4 separate regions of the Mus musculus genome follow, and regions 2, 3 and 4 are each linked to region 1. Evidence: chromatin contacts called from public promoter capture Hi-C data. All regions are on one chromosome and are shown on one strand. The core of a region is the stretch at or near the end of the contact, and the rest is flanking DNA. Distances in the headings are between cores, read along the strand shown. Region 1 holds the start of Dusp13 (dual specificity phosphatase 13). Region 2 holds the start of Camk2g (calcium/calmodulin-dependent protein kinase II gamma). Region 3 holds the start of Plau (plasminogen activator, urokinase). Region 4 overlaps Adk (adenosine kinase).

Region 1 (3,005 bases), core at 250-2,749:
GCAAATGCAGGCAGCGGTGAGAAGCACTGTGGGCCATCTGGAGGAGGCTTATCCTGGTACTCCCACCCATCAGCCACCCTAAACCCCTACATGGGTCTTACTTACGCATCTCCCAAGAAAAGGTTGGGCCAGACCTCATTGATGTGGGTCAGTGTGGCAGTCCGACGGACCCACAGCAATCGCTGCAGAGAGGCCAGTGTGGGTGGCTGGTAGGGGGACACCTGGACTGCCCCATGAATCTTTGGCCTCCGAAGTTCCTGCTTCTGTAGCGAGTCCATTCTGGGAACAGAGTAAACAGGACAGTAGCTGGAACAGGCTCCCCAAGCGTGGGTCCAGTGGACAGGGAGACCTGTGTTGCAGTACCAGGAGCCAGTGGGATGCTGTGGGGGCCAGCCTCAGCTATGCTGAATGAGGCTATTACCCGGCTCAGCTGGCCTGGAACCTAGAACCTTTTCCCTGGGAACAAGGAGAACTAGAACTCTCTTGTCAATTCCATGGCGCTAAGCGTACCTTTCCTGAGGCAACGGATGTTAGAAATGTTGGTCTTAGGGACCGTGGGGAATCTCTGTAGGGCTAATCTGTGCAGACCGTACCCCTTTAGTCACTGGAAACCCCAGCTGGCGGAGGCTCTTGGAGAGGACCTAGGATGTCCCTCCAAAGCCAGGCAGCTCATCTGTAGCTCCCACCCTGGCTGTTTCTAAGGCTGATGCTAGAGGAGGTCAAAGCACTGTCCAGGGTTACAGTCCAGCCACAAGTGGGCATTAGTCAGCTTGTTCACACCAAGTGAGCTGGTGTCGCTCATAAGCAGGCTGTATCCCTTGTGCTGTGTTCCATGTTTCACACTGACACCAATGACAAATGACAAATGGCTAAAGACTACCCTGAGCTTGATATCCAGTGTGTGCCTTCAGTTCATTCCCCAAGCCTTCCAGTTGCCAGAGGGTGGTCACCAACTGATGTGTCTCCTCTAGGGAGCTGTCAGGGATGAGCTACACATCCACTTACAGGCCCCGGGCTTTTTTCCTCCTTACCCTTGTGGTTCAGGCCAGTACACCTGTACAGGCCTCACCCGGAAGGAGTGGGTTATGTCTGGAGTCATCTGGCTTAGTCCATCTGGGCCCTTGCAGAGCTGAGGTGTCAGAGGCACCAGAACCTGAGCCTGGTACCTTAGAGGGAAGGGGAACCTACCTTGGTCAACTACCCCTGGTCCCCTCAAAGAGTAACTCGAGTAGGTACAGACTGGGTAGAATGCCTTTTCCCTCTGGCAGGCACTGCCAAAACCAGAAAAAGAGATGGGCACCCAGGAGGCCACTGGCTTGGCCACACTCACCCAGCCAGTGGATGATGAGCTGGGTGGAAGAGAGGGCCGGCCTTTCTCCCTCATCCCCCTCTGTGACCTCTCTGGCAGGCTGAGTGGCCTGCCACCTACCTAGGGCATGGTCTGGGGCCAGGAATGGGGGACTAGGTGCAGGGGCAGGCTGAGTGGAACAGTCCTAAAGCAGGTTCCATCCAGAACACAAATGCTGTTATGCGCCTAGAATTCCAGGTCCATGCATGTGAGCCAATGGGGATGTGGGGCAAGATGAAGACAGACCTGAGCTGCGGGGACAGGAGCAGTGGCCTAACATCTCTCCCTGGTGTCTCTGCTATTGAAAACACTTGTCCTGAAGATGGGGACCACCTGAAGAGATGCCTAGGGAACAGACTCCCCTTAAAATTTGACAAGGATATATCCTGGGACCTAGGCAAGTTTTCATTCCTATCTGGGCCTTAGTTTCTTTTCTCTGCTCTCTGGTATTCTGCTGGCTGCAAGAGAAGGGAATGACGCTATATGAAGTAACACCAGGGAAAGGAATATTAGGGTGGAGGATCTCTGAATCCAGGGAAGTCCAATAGCCACTCTGGCCTGAGGCCACCAGCTAGACTCCTCCAGCTATGAGTGGAACTAGACAGGGATTTCGGGAAACCGTAGGCCCCTCACAGGCCTGCTCAATTTGGCATGGGGTAAGTCTGCCCTCTAGTGGCCAGTGGCTGCTAGGCAGCCCAACTGTGTCCCAGGAGCTCGGTGGTGGGGATTAGGGGATGTCCTTAACTTCCCTGGTCTAACTCAGACCTGTAGGAAAGATTTTTCTTAGACTTAGGGTTTCCTGGTCAGGTCCTACTTAGGGCTATATGTAGCCCAGCTATCTGCTCTGGTCCACTGAGGGTTCCTTTCACCTATCAGAGCCAGGCCCAGCAGCTCACTCAGTGAGCCATTCCTTAAGCTTTAGGCACCCCCCCCAAAAGAAAGCCCAGGGATTCTGCTACCCCCTGGTGTAGGGAGGGCCCAGCTATGTCAGAAGGAGCCATGGCTGAATGTCTTGTAGGATCAGGCCCCTGTTCACATTCATGATAGTCCTCCCGTGGCTCTCTAGTGCTACCTGGCTTCTACTTCCCTGAAACTTCAGCAGAGAAGTTGCTTCTGTCAACAGTGGCTTTCTTGCCCACACTGCCTCTGTATACAGAGCTACACATACTTACCTTTTGTTGGCACTAGTAGCATCTCTAGCTTGCTCTCTGTTGTCTGTCTTTCAGTTTGTCCCAGGATAGCCTTCTAGAATACCACCCTGCATACCTCGGGCCTTGCTCAGCAGCCTGGGACGTGGCAGCTGTTTGCCACCTACCTCTTTAGCTGTAACCTCAGAACACATTTCTCCTGGTCTCCTCTGCTGTTCCCTCTCTGTCTCCCCTCTTCTCTTAGGGAGCACAGACCAAGTGGGGCTAGCGTTCTCACAGAAGGACATCGAGGTGTCTGGGAAAGAGACTTTGGCAGGTAAATGCCAAGGGCAGACTGCAGTGGTCTCTGCCCAGCCTGCATCCCTGGAGGGAGACAGACCTGTGTGGGAGTCTGTGAGCCTGAGTCTTCACCAGGAGCTGCTGGGAGACTCTCATGACATCATAAGTGAGATGCACCTCCCAGAGGCCCTGCATCAGGGCAGGTGCCACATAAATGAGGCATCACGTTA
Region 2 (3,005 bases), core at 189-2,688, 950 kb before region 1:
CCAAGCAAAGTGACACACACATACTTCAGATGAGGACAGCCATGCTCCAACCACCAGACTTGTAGGGACAATCAACAGCTAACTTAAGAATGGTAAGCCCACCCGATGGCCCTAAACAGATGTGGGTGGAGCACCACCTGGCTCCCATCTAGTTCCAACAGCCTCAAACCTCAGACTGGTGGGCGATGCTTCAAATACACACCTGCTGCATCTCACTGATTGCCTTGTGGTCCCAGCAAAGGCAACCAGGAGAGAGAAGAACAGGGAGACCTTGTTCCTCCTCTCAGCAGAAATAATTGAAAGTAGGGAAAAGGAGGGATTAAACAGAAGGTATGGTTTCCTGAGAAATTTCCCTTAAGCCTGGGAGAAAGTGACGCTCAAGATCCGCTCAACTGGCTTAAACCCACAGCATCCCCGCTCAACTGACAGCAGGGAAACAGAGGAAAGACAGCTCTGATTGTGACAGCAGTAACTCCCCTTCCCCGTGCTATTTTCCTGTACGTGACCCGCCAAATGGGCTGCGATCTCGGGCTCTGGAAATATCTAGGGGGGCGGGCAGAGCGGGGGCTGCAGTGGCCAGGCTCTGCACCGCGGGTGGGGGTGGCGGGGACCCGGGCTGCGGCGGCGGCCAGCTCAGTGCGGAGGGGAGGGGGATGCTGCGGCTGCGGCGCACGGCTCCTGGGACCACTGCAGGGATGGGGGGAGGGGCCGGGGGTGCCGCAGCACTGCCCAGCAGCAAGGCTGGGATCCTGGAAGCCGCACTAGCGGGGGGGCGGGGCCCGGCACTAAACATCTCCCCACACCCCGGCACCGCAGCGGGGCTGGAACTGCAGAGCCGGGGAGGGTCCTGAGTGCCGGGCGCGTGGGAACTGGGGGGCCGGTGCTGAGTGGGCTCCGGAGCTGGGTGGGGAGGGGGCGGTGGACAGGCGGGGTCGAGGGAGGGGAGCGTCTGAAGGGTGCGGGAGGGGCGGGGCTGGAAGGCGCCCCGGAGCAGTCCCGGGGCTGCAGTTCCCGCGGCGGCGCCGGGTGCAGCAGCCTGGCAGCTGCTGCAGGGCGCGGAGGGGGCTGCGGGACCGGGAACCCGGGGCTAAGGGGCCCCCGAGGCAGCACGCGGGAAAAGCTGGGGGTGGGGCGGGTCGAGGGGGCGCTGCAGCGGCCGGTGCAGGGCCGGGGGGCGGGGCGAGAAGCCGCAGAGCGCCGGGACGCCTGGACCAGGGTGGGGGGCCGCCGCGCGTGGCGGGTGGGCCGTACTTGCCGAGCTCCTCGAAAAGCTGGTAGTCGTCGGTGAAGCGGGTGCAGGTGGCGGTGGTGGCCATACTGGCGGGCGGACGCGGCGGTGCAGCCCGCGCCGACGTCGGTGCACAGTCACCGCCGCCCGGCCGAGGGAGCAAGAGGAGGAGACGGGGCTGAGCCCGGCAGCACCGCGAGACTTTACCGGAGAGAGCGAGGGAGGGAGGGACACCCCCGCGCCCGCCCGCCGGCCCCGCCCCCAAGCCCCGCTGGCCCCCGCCCCGCCCCCGGGGAGGGGCCTCCCACCGTCGGCCCCGCCCCGCCCCAGGAGCCGCCCGAACTGGGCCCCCTGCACCCGAGGGCCAAGGACGCGGGGTCCCCACTCCCGGCCACCCACTGGGACCGACCGAACTGGAAGACACCTCCTGCGGGCTCCTCCAGGGCGGACCCTGCAAGAGCTCAGGAACCAATGTGTGAAAGTGGTTCTTGAGTGGTGTTGGGTCTGGACCACCGAGGTCTGGGGAGAGGCCCCACACGTGGGTCCCATGACTGCAGCCTGAACCAAGCCGGAAAATGCCAAGGTCAAAGAGCGTATGTGAGACTGTACACTCGAGAGATGCCCCCAGACTGCAGAGCCAGCTGCCCGCAGCCTTCCCCCAGGGTGCCGACACTCTAGATTAGTGCAAGAATCAAGGGCATCATTAAGAAAAAACAAAACCAGAAAACCTTCAGCCGCGGTTTTATCAGCGAAACCAGGCCATGGGGCAAGATGTTTGCTTGCTTTTCTTTCTTTCTTTCTTCCTTCCTTCCTTTCTTTCTTTCTTTCTTTCTTTCTTTCTTTCTTTCTTTCTTTCCATTTATTTGTTTCGTGTGTGTATGCCTGTGGCCCTATGGTTGCCACAGCGCACGTGTGGAGGTCACACAACTTGGGGAGTTGGTTCTCTTTTCACTACATTGGGGGATGGAACTTGGGTAGTCAGGCTTAGCTCACGCATCTTTTTACTCACTGAGCTGTCCTGCGGGCCCGTGTGATGCTTTCCTGCATTCCAGTCTTAGAAATAAATGTTCTCTCCTAGGTCAGTAATAAAAGATAAAAGTAAGAATGTCTTGAAAAGGCTTTGTGCACTAGTGGCTAAAAGCAAAAGATGAAAACATGCTCGTTTTCTTGTGGGCATCCAGTACTTTTATTTATGACACTTTATCACATTTTGTAATGATGTATTTGCAAGTATGAGTGCTAGCACACAGTATTGAGAACTCTTGGATCATACTACCTAGCTCTCGGATGTCTGGAAAATCATTGACCTCAGGCATTCTGCAGTTCATGAAATCTGTCTGGGCCTTATTTGAGAACTGGAAATAATAGTGCAGTATACTTCATAGGGCTGTGAGCATTTACTGGGTTAAATCATGTATAATATTAGAGTAACCCTCAGTACCTTATTCAAACAGTGTTTGCAGCTATTGTGTAGTATTTTTCTTCCCACTAAACTGTGCACTCCAAAGGAACCCCTGGGTACTTCGCTCCAGGCTCAGTGTTCATAGAACGGCTCTGTCTCCAATATTACAACTTTATGGGACAGAGTCAAGTAAAAGCCACTCTGGAGGAGCAATGTGCAGGGCAATTTCCCGATGCCCCCCCCCCCCCCCCCCGCGCAGCTGTACCCCAAGTCAGAGGCCATTCCCCACTGGGCAGAAGGGAGCTCAGCCAACTGCTGCCTCTCAGTCTTGATTACAGCAGGGTGCCCACTGGGAATCCAGCCTCCTCTGTCAGC
Region 3 (3,005 bases), core at 294-2,793, 900 kb before region 1:
GTCTTAACGTGATGATGTAAAATGCTGAACACAAGTGCATTTACAGTGTGGAATTGGCAACAGAAGAGATGGCTAGGCTCACACCCAAAAATAAAATGTGTAATTATTTTTTTAGAATGGCTGATACGAGGACGTGTTTAAAGTTTTTAAAACAGTGTGAAATAGTATTCAGTGAAAAATAAACATTCCTTTTATCTTTTCCTTCAGACCCACAGCCTCTCTACTACAAGGGAAGAGCAGACACCCCCACTGTTGTTGCATGTTGATAGCCCACACTAACGAGGTTTGAGTATTCCTTGCTTTTTTTTTCTATCCTGTTACAATGTACTGTTCATGTTACTGTTCACATCACTGACTGCTCTTCCAGAGGTCCTGAGTTCAATTCCCAGCAGCCACATGGTGGCTCATGACCACCTACAATGGGATCTGGTACTCTTTTCTGGTGTGTCTGAAGAGAGGACTGTGCACTCGCATACATAAAATAAATAAATCTTTAAAAAAAAGACACCCCCCCTTGATTGCTTATTTGTGTCTGTGTGCAACCACAATACCAGTGAGGTATGCACTCAGTCCTGATCTATGATCCTCTGTATTGGTTGTATTCTTTTCCAGACAAATAAATGGATTGTTCATTATAGGCATTTTTCAAAAGACCCATTGACACTTCCATAGCAGCTGCTGTGCCAAGACTTTGCTCCCACAATCCTAACATAGTAACCATTACTGCTTTTTTAAAAATCATAATTATTTTTGAGGATTTCACTATGTAAATTAGTCTGGGCTTGAACTCGCAGAGATCCACCTGCCTCTTCCTCCCTAGTGTTTAGATAAAAGACGTGCACCATTAAGTCTGGCCCTTGCCATAAATTTTAAAATTGTCTTTCAAAGATTGACCTTAAACCAAACAGCAAATCTGAATAAAATCTGACCTTGCCTTTCACCTTCTGATGACAGTATTACACTCCCTGACGACAAACTTCACTCTTGTCTTCTGATTCACTGCTTGCATTAGTGGCATTTGGAGAACTCAGCATTTGACATGTGGGAGCCTTTGTTAGTAGGTATTTTTTGTTGTAAAGGAACTGCGACTTATACCCCTCTATCAGACATCTGAATCAGTGTCGTAGGCAGGTAGGGGGACAGGTTGGAGAAGAACTGATTAAACCACTAAGGAAGAGGCTTGAGATCAGCGAGCCAATGGCTGGAGCGCCCTCACCACGCTACACTGGGGCCGCACTAGGTGAATGAAAGAAAGGAAGAATGTTCAAGCCGCCGGATCATCGCTCGATCCAGACAGACTGCGTTAAGTTTGCTCAGCTGGAAATTCCGTGACTTCGTCAAAGTTGGGAAGCAAGCGCGGTCCAGTTGCGGTGGGATGCAGGAAAAGGAAAAGGAGAGAGAGAGAGAGAGAGAGAGAGAGAGAGAGAGAGAGAGAGAGAGAGAGAGAGAGAGAGAGAGAGAGAGAGCCGCCCTCCAGCAAACCTGGGCGGGGCCAGGGCTCTGGCGGGCCCTAATAAAGGGCGAGCAGCGCCGAGCAGAGCCTGTAGCCCCAGAGCTCTGTCTGTCATCCATCCAGTCCTTGCGTGTCTGCCAGCGCCCTTCCGCTGCAGTCACCGGTGAGTGCTGTTGGTCTGAAGCAAGCCTAGCGGGATGAGGCAGCCAGGGCTCCCGCATGCCTCCCTTCCCACTACCTTGGCTGGCGGAACTGTGGGCAAGGTCACCACTCCAGCCCTTCGCGCCCCTCTACAGAGAGGTTCCATGGTGTTGTGCGGATTCAGAGCCCGCAGAGGGGAGAGACTGCCCGGCTTGGGGAGGTTGGTCACTGATGGCTTGCCCCGCAGGACACCTGGAGTGGCTTCCCTTGGTCTGTAGTAACTCTGCCACCTTCAAGCTGCTCCGCTTCTTGTCCTGACTTCTCCTTCCTTTGCAGAACTGCTGTCTAGAGCCCAGCGGCACTACCATGAAAGTCTGGCTGGCGAGCCTGTTCCTCTGCGCCTTGGTGGTGAAAAACTCTGAAGTGAGTGGTCTCGCTGCTTTAGCACCATCAGGAAGGGGCTTGCAGGATCCCTTAAGCAGCATCAGGGGAAAAATGGGGGCTGCACGGGGAACTTAGGCATCAAAGGCAGGTCCAGGCTTTCCCAGGAAATAGGACAATGTATCAGCGGAGGGCTTGTGCACCCAAAGAGGTTTGCACTATCTGGCAAGGGAGGAAGAAGCCACGGGGAGTGCCTTAGCCCAAGGGCACCTGGTTTGTGTGAAGTTTGCTTGAGTCAGTCCATGTCTGGGTGCTGGCTAGTAATAAACAGAAAGGGGAGAGACAGACAGGGGTGGGGTGGGAGAAAGAGAGAGAGAGAGAGAGAGAGAGAGAGAGAGAGAGAGAGAGAGAGAGAATATTATGAGTGAATGAATATCACTGGAAGGGATTTTGAGGTGGGGACCTGTTTATCCTGAACATGAATTCCCTAGAGCATGTCACCTTCATCTCTTGCAGGGTGGCAGTGTACTTGGAGCTCCTGATGAATGTGAGTATCTGCTTCCTTGCACAATAGTTGGCTGCACAGAGACCCTTGAAAAACCTTAGGAGACATACCCTCCCTGTCCCTGCTGAAAGGCTGGCTCCCCACTTGATCCTTGCTTACCCCTCCTTTGCATTTGCTAGCAAACTGTGGCTGTCAGAACGGAGGTGTATGCGTGTCCTACAAGTACTTCTCCAGAATTCGCCGATGCAGCTGCCCAAGGAAATTCCAGGGGGAGCACTGTGAGATAGGTATGGGGATTTGGACTTGGAATGTGGGAGTGGGGGAGGACCAGAGATCTTAGAACAGGGACAGATGGGTGGGATGCAGAAGCAGGCAGAAGCTGGCCTTGGAGGTGTGGGTCTGTTACCCCAGCACTTAGGAGGAGACTGAAGCCTGGCCTCCATAGTAAGTCCTTGTCTCAAAAGGCGGGCGAGGCGCAGCTAGAGAGACAGCTTAGTGATTAAGAACACTGGCTGCTCTTCTAGA
Region 4 (3,005 bases), core at 219-2,718, 650 kb before region 1:
AGATCAGTTTATACTTAGAGTCCAACAGCTATCACTGCAGAATAGTTTTGAAACATTTTTATCAGTTTAAAAATGAAACATTATAGCTGTTAGCGGTCACTCATTTTCTACCTATTGTATAGTACCAACCATCCTTTGGAAACTGTAAAATCTACTTTTTTGCCTCTGAATTATTATTTTTAAAAAATTTTTGTTTTTGTCTTGTTTTCAGGACAGAGCTTCTTTGTGTAGCACTGACTGTCCTGGTACTAGCTCTGTAGACCAGGGTGGCCTCGAACTCGGAGATCACCCTGCCTCTGTCTCCTGAAGCCTGGGATTAAATGTGTGTGCTGCCACAGCCTGACACCTCTGTGAATTTTTATTCTGTTGTGTCATGAGCACAATCATGTAATTTTTAAAAAAGATTTATTTATTATTATACATAAGTACACTGTAGCTGTCTTCAGACACACCAGAAGAGGGCAGGGCGCCAGATCTCATCACAGTTGGTTGTGAGCCACCATGTGGTTGCTGGGATTTGAACTTCAGAAGAGCAGTCAGTGCTTTTAGCTGCTGAGCCATCTCTCCAGCCCCCGAGTAAAATGTTTTTAAAGTTCATCCATGTCATATCAGCTTATCAGTATCTCATTTCTTCTCATGGTTGAATACGTTTTGATGTGTAGGTTATTTTGTTAAGCCAGCTCTATGGGTTATTTTCAGTCTGGCTGTTGTGAATAGTAGTACTGTGAGCACCCATGTGTAAGTTTTGTGTTGCCATATGTTTGTTTCTCTTAGGGAAGGATGCAGCTTCATAGGATAATTTTATGTTATTTTGTGAACAAAAATTCCTGGATAGAAGCTGACAACAAAGGCTGACTGACTCATTAGAACTTTAATGATGTGGAAATGATGGAATGTTGCCAAGCCAAATTATCTTGGGCTATCTTTAACACACTTAATAACCATTTATTACCTTCCTCTCCGTGTGACCTAATATCTTTGTGACCGTTAGGTAAATCTTTTGGAATGTACAGACAGACCCCTGCAGATAACATCTGAAGTCCATAGTTTGATTTCCCAGCTTTTCTAATATTTCTACCAATGTATTCAGAAAGGGTCTTGATTTATGATTTTCTTGTGTTACTATAAAACTTTATTAAACTGTTACATTATTGGAACATGGCATTTGGTAAACTATTTCTGGGTATAATCACTCACATTTGGCTTCAGAACAAACCATGTTTTTTGTTCCTTTGAGGTAAAAGCCCCCATTTTTCTGTCTCCTTCCTTCTCTGTCTCTTCTTCCTTCTTTAGAAACTTCATCCCTGTTTACCAATGTGGCTGCATCATTTTACATTTCCAACAATGTCTGAGGATCCAGTTTTTCACATTCCTGTTATACTTGCTACTGTTTCCCAGTCTGCTTAGAGATACTGTGCCTGTCGAGGCACATCCTAAACACGCAGCCAGAGCTTACAGCAGTAAAGCTGTCGTTTGTGCTTGTGCGGTCTTCTGCCCAGGCAGATATGGGTGCTTCGGGCCTTCCCTTGTCTTCCTTAAGCTTGGCCACTGCAATTTTAGGAACATTCTGGAGGTTCCCTCTGTGGATGTTTTTTCCTTACACTTTCCCTTTTATGTTTTTGGTTAACTTGTTTGTTCCAACTGCTTCAAGCAGCTGGAATGTTAAACAGTTGCAGCTGGTTGTATTTGAGATGCTCTTTGGGAAACTCTGAGCACAGGGCAAGCTCAGGATCAGCTCAAACACGGGAAGGCTTGAGCTTCTGAAGGACCTGTCAGTTAGCTGAAATGATTGCAGTTCTCCGAAATAGAGCTTTGATAGTGTACCAGCACATTTCTCACCTCTCAGGGGCTGCCTGGCATCTGGCTTCAGTCTGTGAGGGTTGTTTCTTCTCAGAATCACTATGAAACTGGGGAGAGGCAGAGAGGGATCTCTATTCCTGTGATAAAACTGTAAAAGCAACTCGGAGAGGATAGGGTTTATTTCTGTGTACAGCCCAGATCCCAGTCCATTGTCAAAGGAAGGCAGCACAAGAACACAGGCAGGGCAGGCCGCTGGGGAACCCAAGCATGGCTCTGAAGCGATGCTGCTTAGTGGCCCTCTCCTCCTGCCTTGTTTAGTTTGCTTTCATATACAACCTAGATCTGCCTGCTTGCTCAGGGTGCACTCCAACCCCCCTGGCCTTTCACATCAATCATTAATCAAGAAAATGGCCTACCAAATTGCCTGCAGGTGTTTTCTCAATTGAGTTTCTTCTTCCTAGATAATTCTAACTAGTGTCAGGTTGATACAAATCTACTAAGACCTTAAGTAAAACCACTAGGAAGCTAGCTGCCCTACCTGCATTCAGCCACTCTCCCATAGCTGGTTATGTATTTTCTTCTCCTTTGGAGCTCTTATAATTGTAAAAGGATGAGTCAGTTTTGCAGTCTGAAAATTATTATTCATTTATAAGCTGGGTGGGGTGGCCCATGCCTGGACATGAATCACAGAGCAGCCTAGACTACACAACAAGACCCTGTCTCAAGCAGACAAATGTGGCAAACATGTCAATATTTCAGTGTTAGGTATAAAAAAGATACTGAGACAAACGGTCACTTATGTAGTTGCTTTGTCAGTCAGGCCAGACCCTGTCAGGAAATTGCTCGAATGGCCCCATTCATTCGTGAGGAAATAGTGCAATGCTTTAGACACACGTCACTTTTCTTCTGTCTAGCATCTTCAACCTTCTACTCCTTTGGTAATTTCTTTTTGCGCTAAACATGTATGTTTCGGGGCTGGAGAGATGATGGTGCAAAGGTTAAGAGCCCTTACTGATCCCCAGATGAGCAGTTCCTTGACCCAAGCTCTGTGACTCCAGCTCCGGGAGATCTGGAGCCCTTGTCTGGCTTTGGAGGGCACTTGAACATATGTGGCCGTGCACACACCCTCTCTCACTGTAAATAAGAAGAAAACGAAATGTTAAAGAAATATGTATGTTCAGATTCCAACTTCTTGGGACCAACTT

The links. Promoter capture Hi-C pulls out the DNA fragments that hold promoters and counts their contacts.
Region 2: a promoter capture Hi-C map of hippocampal neurons shows a contact between it and region 1, with 5 times the contacts expected there. The contact joins the promoter of Camk2g here to the promoter of Dusp13 in region 1. A contact is called at or near these places in 7 of 39 promoter capture datasets (cranial neural crest, embryonic stem cells, frontonasal cranial neural crest and 4 more), 1 of 15 datasets of contacts at CTCF or cohesin (embryonic stem cells), 3 of 484 Hi-C or Micro-C datasets (the N1E-115 cell line and embryonic stem cells) and 1 of 9 other capture datasets (adipose tissue).
Region 3: a contact with region 1 is called in a promoter capture Hi-C map of embryonic stem cells, with 5 times the contacts expected there. The contact joins the promoter of Plau here to the promoter of Dusp13 in region 1. A contact is called at or near these places in 4 of 39 promoter capture datasets (embryonic stem cells, hippocampal neurons and liver), 1 of 115 datasets of contacts at active chromatin or transcription factors (embryonic stem cells) and 1 of 9 other capture datasets (embryonic stem cells).
Region 4: a promoter capture Hi-C map of cranial neural crest shows a contact between it and region 1. The contact joins the enhancer-like site here to the promoter of Dusp13 in region 1. A contact is called at or near these places in 14 of 39 promoter capture datasets (the C10 cell line, cranial neural crest, embryonic stem cells and 7 more), 8 of 484 Hi-C or Micro-C datasets (the G1E-ER4 cell line, Sertoli cells, bone marrow-derived macrophages and 3 more), 30 of 115 datasets of contacts at active chromatin or transcription factors (the 230-238 cell line, the NIH/3T3 cell line, astrocytes and 19 more) and 5 of 9 other capture datasets (adipose tissue, embryonic stem cells, liver and 2 more).

The regions. Positions count from the first base shown.
Region 1 is chr14:21,739,999-21,743,003 of GRCm38.p6, forward strand. Dusp13 (dual specificity phosphatase 13) reads right to left here and starts at 1,500. Exons shown (of 4, transcript NM_001374075.1): 1 at 1,032-1,500; 2 at 106-279. The coding sequence starts at 1,384.
Region 2 is chr14:20,792,650-20,795,654 of GRCm38.p6, forward strand. Camk2g (calcium/calmodulin-dependent protein kinase II gamma) reads right to left here and starts at 1,439. Exons shown (of 21, transcript NM_001360186.1): 1 at 1,252-1,439. The coding sequence starts at 1,316. It overlaps Gm30108 (predicted gene, 30108), which reads left to right and starts at 1,590. Exons shown (of 2, transcript NR_153779.1): 1 at 1,590-1,811.
Region 3 is chr14:20,835,119-20,838,123 of GRCm38.p6, forward strand. Plau (plasminogen activator, urokinase) reads left to right here and starts at 1,544. Exons shown (of 11, transcript NM_008873.3): 1 at 1,544-1,616; 2 at 1,931-2,017; 3 at 2,492-2,522; 4 at 2,660-2,767. The coding sequence starts at 1,961.
Region 4 is chr14:21,085,408-21,088,412 of GRCm38.p6, forward strand. The region is part of intron 1 of Adk (adenosine kinase); the gene reads left to right. Among named protein-coding and RNA genes, the nearest start is that of Adk, 34 kb to the left of the region's middle. Within about 2 kb of position 1,469, at least 112 of the 459 cell types and tissues checked have an H3K27ac peak or open chromatin away from gene starts, as enhancers often do. A contact at or near this core is called in the G1E-ER4 cell line, the NIH/3T3 cell line, adipose tissue and 8 more, where this site is marked.